Linked DNA regions of Callithrix jacchus: region 2 is linked to region 1. A link is a contact called in public Hi-C data. All regions are on one chromosome and are shown on one strand. The core of a region is the stretch at or near the end of the contact, and the rest is flanking DNA. Distances in the headings are between cores, read along the strand shown.

The links. Hi-C and Micro-C count contacts between places; a contact is called where the count stands out from the background.
Region 2: a Hi-C map of skeletal muscle shows a contact between it and region 1, with 11 times the contacts expected there. The contact joins two enhancer-like sites. A contact is called at or near these places in 2 of 3 Hi-C or Micro-C datasets (induced pluripotent stem cells and skeletal muscle).

Annotation. Positions count from the first base shown.
Region 1 is chr14:67,432,462-67,436,735 of calJac240_pri, reverse strand. No RefSeq gene overlaps it. Among named protein-coding and RNA genes, the nearest start is that of EPCAM, 55 kb to the right of the region's middle. Within about 2 kb of position 1,820, at least 2 of the 16 cell types and tissues checked have an H3K27ac peak or open chromatin away from gene starts, as enhancers often do.
Region 2 is chr14:67,750,078-67,754,351 of calJac240_pri, reverse strand. The region is part of intron 6 of TTC7A (tetratricopeptide repeat domain 7A); the gene reads left to right. The region is part of intron 1 of LOC118147336 (a long non-coding RNA gene); the gene reads right to left. Among named protein-coding and RNA genes, the nearest start is that of TTC7A, 53 kb to the left of the region's middle. Within about 2 kb of position 2,146, at least 5 of the 16 cell types and tissues checked have an H3K27ac peak or open chromatin away from gene starts, as enhancers often do.

The sequences.
Region 1 (4,274 bases), core at 571-3,070:
TGGGATTACAGGTGCCTGCTACCACACCCGGCTAATTTTTGTATTTTTAGTAGAGATGGGGTTTCACCATGTTGGCCAGGCTAGTCTCGAACTCCTGGTCTTAAGTGATCCGCCTGCCTCGGCCTCCCAAAGTGCTGGGATTACAGGCATGAGCCACTGAGCCCAGCTGTTTAGAGGTTTTCAGGGAGCTGAGTGGGTAGGGAGCTGAGAGCTGTTTCTGGGGCCCAGAAGTATCCATCTTTCAGCAGCCTTTGCTCAGGAGTTCCCTGCCTGGCTGGCTATCCCTGGGCATCCCCAGCTGTACCCATCTGCCCACCAGCCTTCTGCAGTTGCATTATCCTTACTGGCTGCAACAGCAATATATTTGCCTGTAGCCCTATGGGGGCTACTACAGAACACGAACAGAGCCCTGGGTGGCAAGGCTGCTAACACAAGAGTGCTACAATTTTTTTTTTTTGAGACAGAGTCTCACTGTGTTGCCCAGGCTGAAGTGCAGCGGTACAATCTCAGCACACTACAACCTCCGCCTTCTGGGTTCTGGTGATTCTCGTGCCTCAGCCTCCCAAGTAGCTGGGATTACAGGCATGCACTACCATGCCCAGCTAATTTTTGTATTTTTAGTAGAGATGGGGTTTCCCTATGCTGGTCAGGCTGGTCAGGCTGGTCTCAAACTCCTGACCTCAAGTGATCCACCCACCTCAGTGCTGAGATTACAGGCATTAGCCACCACACCCAGCCCCATCACTACAGTGTAAAGTAACCTTGGGCAAGTCCCTGGAGAGTCCCCATCTCTCATGGAAATAATAACAATTAGTTTTTCCTGTGGTTCTGAAGGAAATAAAGTATTATATACAAGACCATCCAGATAGTTTACATACCATATAACATGGAATATAATGTTACTGAGATAACTAAAGGCAATAATAATCTGTATATAACATGCTTGCAATGTTCAAAGAGTAGCTAATGATTTCACATTTGAGAACACACAGGGCAGACCCATCAATACCCAAGGAATACCTTAGTCACGGAATAGGAATAGGCAAATGCATATTGATCAGAAAATGTACCTGACATGCAAACCCAGAACAGGTTAAGTTTGATGTGGCAATGGATGGAGGAAAGCTGGAACCCTGAGGGTAAGACTGAGATTGGGCTGGAGTCAGGAGAGTCCGGGCTGAGGATAGAATTCCCACTTATTATGGGACCCAGTGGGACCCTTCCTAGAAGAGGCTGAGTTTCACAATCCTGGTGTATCTGATTTGGAGAGTTCTTAGAACCTGTGGAGAAACCCCACAGGCTTTGTCTAAGGACTATTTACAGCTCTTTGAAACTCCGAATAAGAAGACTAAAGTGAGAAGTCAGAGCAGAGAGCAGGCCAAGTCTACTTTGAATGCTCAAAACCAAGGGATGGGTCCTACTGCTTTCCACATCTGAGCATGGCCAGCCCAGCCAGCCCAGAGCCCTCAAAGTCAAGCCCTTCATTGGTCAGCCTCATGGCATCCTTAAACAGCCAGCTTCTGCAAAAGGAAGAAGAACGTCCTGTATTTCTTCTGGGCTCCTACAGGCTCTTTAAAACAATGCTGTTTCTGTTTCAGATGATGGTATCCTGAAATGACCTGTGCACTCCTGCAGCTTCTCATGTGCCCAGTCAATAACAAATTGACCAACTGACATTCTTAGAGACGCCACTGAAAACCCAGTGCTGGGTTGGACCTATGGGGAGACCCAGAGGTTCATAACCCTGTCTTTGCCCTCAAGGAGTTTAGTGTCCCGGGAATTAGGTGGTATTTGAGTCACTTTGGACTTCACCATGGGCACAGGAAAAAAGTCCAGGAAATGTCTTCCTCAGTGTCAGCCTGAGCAAAATAATGCCCCTGCTGACATTTCCCTGTGTCTGGAAATGTTTACATAGGGATTGCACTGTGCAGAGTGCTATACCACATGGATTTGCCTTTGTAGGTTGTACTATACTTGCACGTTTCCGAGGGCTGAGGAAGGGAAAGTGAAGAACATGGTGATGAGCCCCACTGTGGCCAGCGCTGTGCCAAAAGATCTTTAAAGGTGGTGGTTTTAGCCTTACAGCCACCTGGGTGGGCAGTATTGTCATTCTCACTCTGCAGTGGATAAATTGCAGCTCTAGATACTGAATGTTCTGGCTCAGGGGGCTGGGGCTGAGAGTGCACCCTCATGAGCTGATGGGGAAGAAGCCTGGCGGCAAGGTAGCTGGCAGCTTAGGAAGCACCTTGGCTGCTTGCTAAGCGGTGAGACTTTCTTCCAGAAGCTACAGGGGGCCCAGTACAGCAGTGAGAGAGCCATTTGATCAGATCTGCTGGAAAGCTGTCTGGCAGCTGTGTGGGGGCTGCCTGGGTGGGGGAGTGGGAGGAAAGATTGCAGAATGAGATCAGAAAGAGGACTGTGGATGGACAAATCTGCTGTCCCTCCTCCACCTACCCCAAGCATACTGAATAATGGTCTCTGGAGTCAAAACAAGCATTTTATTTTATTTTTGAGACAGGGTCTCCATCTGTCATCCATGCTGGAGTGCAGTGGTGTGATCTCGGCTCACTATAACTTCCACCTCCTGGGTTCAAGCGATTCTCCTGCCTCAGCCTCCCAAGCAGATGGGACTACAGGCGCATAGCACCATACCTGGCTGATTTTTTGTATTTTTAGTAGAGATGGGGGTTTCACTATGTTGGCGGGGCTGGTTTTGAACTCCTAACCTCAAGTGATCTGCCTGCGTCAGCCTCTCAAAGTACTGGGATTATAGGCGTGAGCCACCATGCCTGGCCAAAGCAAGCATGTTAATAACCCATTTAAAAATTTTAGAACCAAATCAGTGGCCCCTGTATTAATTTTGACAATCAAAAGTTGGCTAAATTGAGCCAGCTGAGTGAGAGAAGGTTGTGCTGTGAGCACTATCCTGGCAGGTGGCTGCTGGGAGGACATGCTAGAAAAGTTTGGCCATCGTGACAGATGGAGAGCAGGGGAAGGCACTGATGGGGTTTAGGATTTAGGCAGACCTGAAATTGATTTCTGGCTTAGCCACTTACTAGTCATGAGACATTGCAAATATCATTTAATCTCTCTGATCTTCTTTACTTCATCTATAAAATAAGGGTCAGCTAGGTGCAATGACTCACACCTGTAATCTCAGCACTTTGGGAGGCTGAAGGGGGAGAATCACTTGAGCCCTGGAGTTTGAGACCAGCCTGGGCAACACAGTGAGACCCTGTCTCTACAAAATATACAAAAATTAGCCAGGTGTAGAGGTGTGCACCTGTAGTCCCAGTTATTTGGGAGGCTAAGGCAAGAGGATTACTTGAGCTCTGGAGGTCAAGGCTGCAGTGAGCCGTAGTCACTGTACTCCAGCCTGGGCAACAATGAGACCCCGTCTTTAAAACTACGATACCATACCATATGGGTCATTAACCTTCTCTTGCATGATTGCATGAGTACTATATTCAAAGTGGTTAACACACCACTGGTACTTGGGCTAGCACCACTAGGGGCTAGCTAATATCCTCATTCGGAGCTGGGAGCCACAGTGATGGGTCACACCTGCCCAGCCCCTTCCTGTGGAGCAACACTGCCCTTCAGTGGCTAAATGGGAATGACAGGTATGCCAGCTGCTCCTGCCCTACCCTGTATTCCACATCTCAGAAGAGTTGTAAGGGTCAGACTGCCACATACACTTTTCACAAAATTTGGAGCTACCTTGGCCAGCAGGTGACAGGTTTCACTGTCCCCAGGACAGGGGGACCTCAAGCCCAGTGGATTCTGAATCTTGGGCTGGGAAGAAAACACAACCTCAAGTAGCCTTGGAACAGCTCACTAGAGATGGCCATGACCTCCAACCCACTCCACCCTGGCCACAGGAATAGTGTGAATGAAAAGCAAATGCCAGTGGCACATCTGGCAGCTGTTGGCAAAACAGGAAGGAAGCCATTCCACAGACACTTAGTGGGCACCGTCCAGACCTCTGGTCCATGCTAGGCTGCAGATACGTGGCCAAGAAAAAGAAAGCTGACTATTGGCTGGGCACGGCAGCTCAAGCCTGTAATCCCAGCACTTTGGGAGGCCGAGGCGGGTGGATCACGAGGTCAAGAGATCGAGACCATCCTGGTCAACATGGTGAAACCTCATCTCTAGTAAAAATACAAAAAAAATTAGCTGGGCATGGTGGCGCGTGCCTGTAATCCCAGCTACTCAGGAGGCTGAGGCAGGAGAACCCAGGAGGCGGAGGTTGCGGTGAGCTGAGATCACGCCAT
Region 2 (4,274 bases), core at 897-3,396, 320 kb before region 1:
CATCTGGATTAGGGCAGCTCTGAACGGTCTGTTAATGGGCTGTGGAGTCCGAGCAGTGTTTTCTGCTGGTTACATTCCATCCTGCCAACCTGGGCTCTTGGGGTGTACGGGAAGCAGGGAGAACCCTTCTCAGTGTTCAGGGACCCAGTGAGGGGAGTCGGTCTTAGGTGAGGAAGCCCAGAGAAAGGCCCTCAGTTCTTGTCTCGGGTTGCCTCTGAGTGCCCACTATGGGCCAGGTGCCCCACCATCACTGTGAGATTTGAGCTGTGGACAGGAGGTCCCCTCCCCTTATGGAGTGACCATCCCAGAGGGGAGCCCGTGGTGAAGACGGTCAGGCGGTGCTCTGTGCTGGGGGGAAAGAGGCAGAGAGGTAGGGGTTCTGCCTGGGATAGGGTGGACCCTGAAGGTGTCTGAGGGGCAGTTCACCCCGAGGGACCAGGAGTGGAGCAGAGGTACTGCTGTTTCTTAGGGGCCCAGGGAGAGGGAGGGATGGTGGAGCTTGCTTCCTGCCTGAGCTCCTTCCCACATGGGCCTGGGGTGGACCCAGCTGCCAACAGAACTGAGGAGACCCTGCTGAGAACAGGGTCAGATGGGGCCAGACGGCCACGGTAGTGCCCGCCCCCAGAGTCTGCCCGTCCCTCCCACTGAGGACTTGACCTAATTTGAAGAGTGTGCTGTTGTCCATTGTGTACAGTGGATGGCGATTGCCGGACCCCAGACACTTTCCTCGAAGCTTCAGAAAAGCCTGGGCCTCCCCGTTCCTGGCTAAGCCTGAGACCGCTGCCCAATTTCTCATCAGGATATCTGAGGGATGTTAATTTCCTCCAGGAGCCTTGCCCTATTGATTCAGCAGTTGATTCCCCCAGATGACTCCTGTCCCTTGCTCCGTGGCTGATGATAGAGTTCCTGATTGAGCTAGAACTGAAGGCACAGGCCTGAAAAGGCCATCAGGAATTGGGAGGCCCCAGTGTAAAGGGTAGGGGGCTGGGAGGCCCGCAGGCAGTAGGGGTGGAGAGCGTCTCTTCTCCTCAGCACCACTAGAGGGCAGCTGTGGACTCTGGTTGGAGCCTTGCCCCAGGCAGTTCGGCCTCCCAGCTGCCAGGAGGGGGCACCTTTCTGACATGGTTCTTGGGGAAGGGGGGGCAATGGTGGCTGGGCCCAGGGTCCTGATTATAGGGGAGCCTCCAGAAATGAGCTTGGTTCTCCTTTGCATGAAACAGCTCCAGGAGTGAGGCATGGGGACCTGGAAGGGGAGGCAGACAGTGCAATACCAAGGAAGCTGGTTGTCCCTGTCAATGGCTGTGACCGCACTAGGACGAGTAACTGGGCATCTCCCACGAACAAGAACGTGAGCTGACTCTGCTTCTTCACCCGGCGTGGGCAAGGGCCCATTTCTCTTCGGGTTATTTCCCTTCCTTCCGCCTAGGCCTGGTAGCACCCATTCTCTGCTCTGGGCCCAGAGTGAGCTTGGGCCATGCACATTGAACCAGTGGGCTGTATGTTTTGTGCTTGTTCTTTTAATTTTTTTTTTTTTAATTAGTAAAGCAACATGTGCTCACTGTACCAAAATCAAACAATAGAGAAGGGAGTGGATGTGTTTTCTAAGGGAGTTCCCCAGGGCTTGGCATATTGCTCAGTCCTGTGAAATCACTGTCCCTTTCTCTCTCTCTCTGTGTGTGTGTGTGTGTGTGTGTGTGTGTGTGTGTGTGTGTGTTTGCTCCACCTTTCTAGCTAGATGCTGAGTCGGAGAGGCAGCAGTGGCACCTTAGAAAACCCAGTCTGCAGTTTGGTGTGACCCCATGAGGGGTATGTTCCATGAGCAGTAATTTTGCCTTGTTCTAGCAGCCACCTGGTATATGCAGGGCTAGGGGAGGACAGGAGTCAGACTGTTCTCATAAATCTGGGGTTCTGGGGCCACAATCACCCAACAGTGAAGTCCATTCTGAGAGCCTCCTGGTGTTGTGTGTCATGCTTTGGGGACAGTGTGACCACTGAGGCCCATTCCAGCCTCTCTGAATGCACAGCCTTTTTCGACTCTTAGCACCCACCTCCTCACCCTTTCCCATTCCCATCCCCTGCCTCACTAGAAAGGAAAGCCTGGCACCTAGACATCCTCAGTGCCTCAGGAGGGAAATGTCACAGCCCTCTTCCGGGGCTGGGGGTGAAGTGGAGAGTTTTAGTGTTTGAAACATAATTTGGACATTTTGCGGAACTCTTTCTTTGCCTTAGTCAGTAAGGCAAGAGGAGTGAACAGTTTGATGACCATTTGAACTTCACCTGACCTTGTCCCCTGATTCACCCGTTCAGCTGTTGGGATCTGCCAACTGGGTATGCACTTCTGGGTCTTTGACTGGTAACCTTTCATACACAGTTAGCGGTGCTGGCCCCAGAATGGGCAGGCCCATATGCACTGTATCTGTTTAGGTTCCATTCACCCATCAGTTCCATGTAGTTTCTCATTCTCTATTTCATTTCAAACCCAGTCCTCCCCAAATATTTTTTGAATACTTACTGTATGCAAAATACTTGGCTAAGCTCTATTGTGAACAGAGCTGATGATCAGACACTTGGTATGCAGCTGGCACTTTATAAAGACTTAGTAAATGGAGTCCCAGGAGTTCTGGAGTTTACACGGCCAGAAGAAAATGTAACTATGCTGGGTCAAAAGACAGGTGTTGTCTTTCTCAGGGGTCTCGGGGTCAAAAGACAGGTGTTGTCTTTCTCAGGGGTCTCAGGGCTGAAAGACATGTATTGTCTTTCTTGGGGGCCTTAGGAGTTTCAGTGGAAAATCTGGACCCCTTTGTGCCTGCCATAAGCCTGCCTCTCCTCTTGAGTAAGTGATGGCCTGGAAAGTGAGGCATCTTCCAGGCTCTCTTTTTCCTGTTGGAACCTGGGGATTTATTTATTCGGCAATCATTTCTTGGGCACCTTCTGTGAGCCACACGTTGTGCTGGTACTGGGATAATGAAGCCTGCCTCCCTCGCTGACCTCATCGGAAGCTGCGCAGACTGAGTAACGCAAAGGAAGGGCTCTGCGAAATGTGCAGCTCTGCCTGCTGCCGCCTAGGGGACTGGGGAGCTTGCCAGCCCCTTGTACATCCCACCTAGAAGCCTCCCTAAGATGAGCCGTGTCCTTGACCCCTCATCACACCCACATCTATCTCTGTTCCTGGCCAACCAGGCTTTACTTGACTTGGAATAAATGGCTTCCTGGCTTCTCCCCACGCAGCCTGTTTTTGGGCCAGGGTTTGTTTGAGGCCCTGTTTGGATATTGTTAAAAGTGGGCAGCTTTGCTCAGAAAGGTCAGCATAAGAGACGAGAACAAAGAGATCTTTCAAGCTGGCCTCTGGCAGGGCCGCCAGGAATGGCTCAGAAAAGCCCCACCTCCACCTGGCACTGGCAGCTTCAGAGCTGGGACAGGATTGCTCAGGCTCGTGGCCATCTGCAGAACCCTGGAGAAGCCCTGTATGCCTTCTCATTTCTCGGAGGGGTAAGGTGAGGCAGAGGAGCATTCCCACTATCACTGGGGCATTGCCAGGTCAGTGTTAGCTGAGACCCCAGATCTCTCCCTCTGCAGCCCTGGCCACTGGGACCTCTGCATTGGTTTTTTTCTTGAAGGGCATTCAATAAAAATTGAGATTTATCCAAAACATGCCTGAGGGTGATTATTTGGTTTGCTAAAGAATTCCTGAGTGGGGCCCCCAGTGGCTCCGGCCAGATGTCGTGGCGCTTGCAGAGGCGAGGCCATGAGTTCAAGGCCAACCTGAGCAACCTTAGAAGCTCTCATTGATTGGCAAAAAAAAAAAAAAAAAAGAATTCCTGAGTGGTTTATATGCCCAAATCCCTTATAGATTTGAAAATAGTAAAAAGACACAACTTTTAGATACAGAATCTTAAGATGCATAAGATGCAGTGCTGATTCCTTAATTGCGCGTGTATTGTGTGTGTGTGTGTGTGTGTGTGTGCATGTGTGTTTGTGTTGGGGGGAGCCTGCATTTCTCCCAAGCTTCCAGGTAATACCAGTCTGCTGGTCCAAGAGTGTTGATGATATAAAGTCTAAAGGCTGAGCTCATTCAGCAATGCAGAGAGAGGACAGTCCTTGCAGTAGAGTGGGAAGAAGGGGCCACAGTCATTTTTGGCTCTGGCCTCCTGGTAGCAGCCTGGGTCAGGCTGCCAGGGAGGAGGCTGGCAGGTAGCCCACAGAGTGGAAAATCACCCACAGGTCTCAGGACCTACCGGCTTCCTCTGGGCCACACGGCCCTGGGCAGCCCTGGG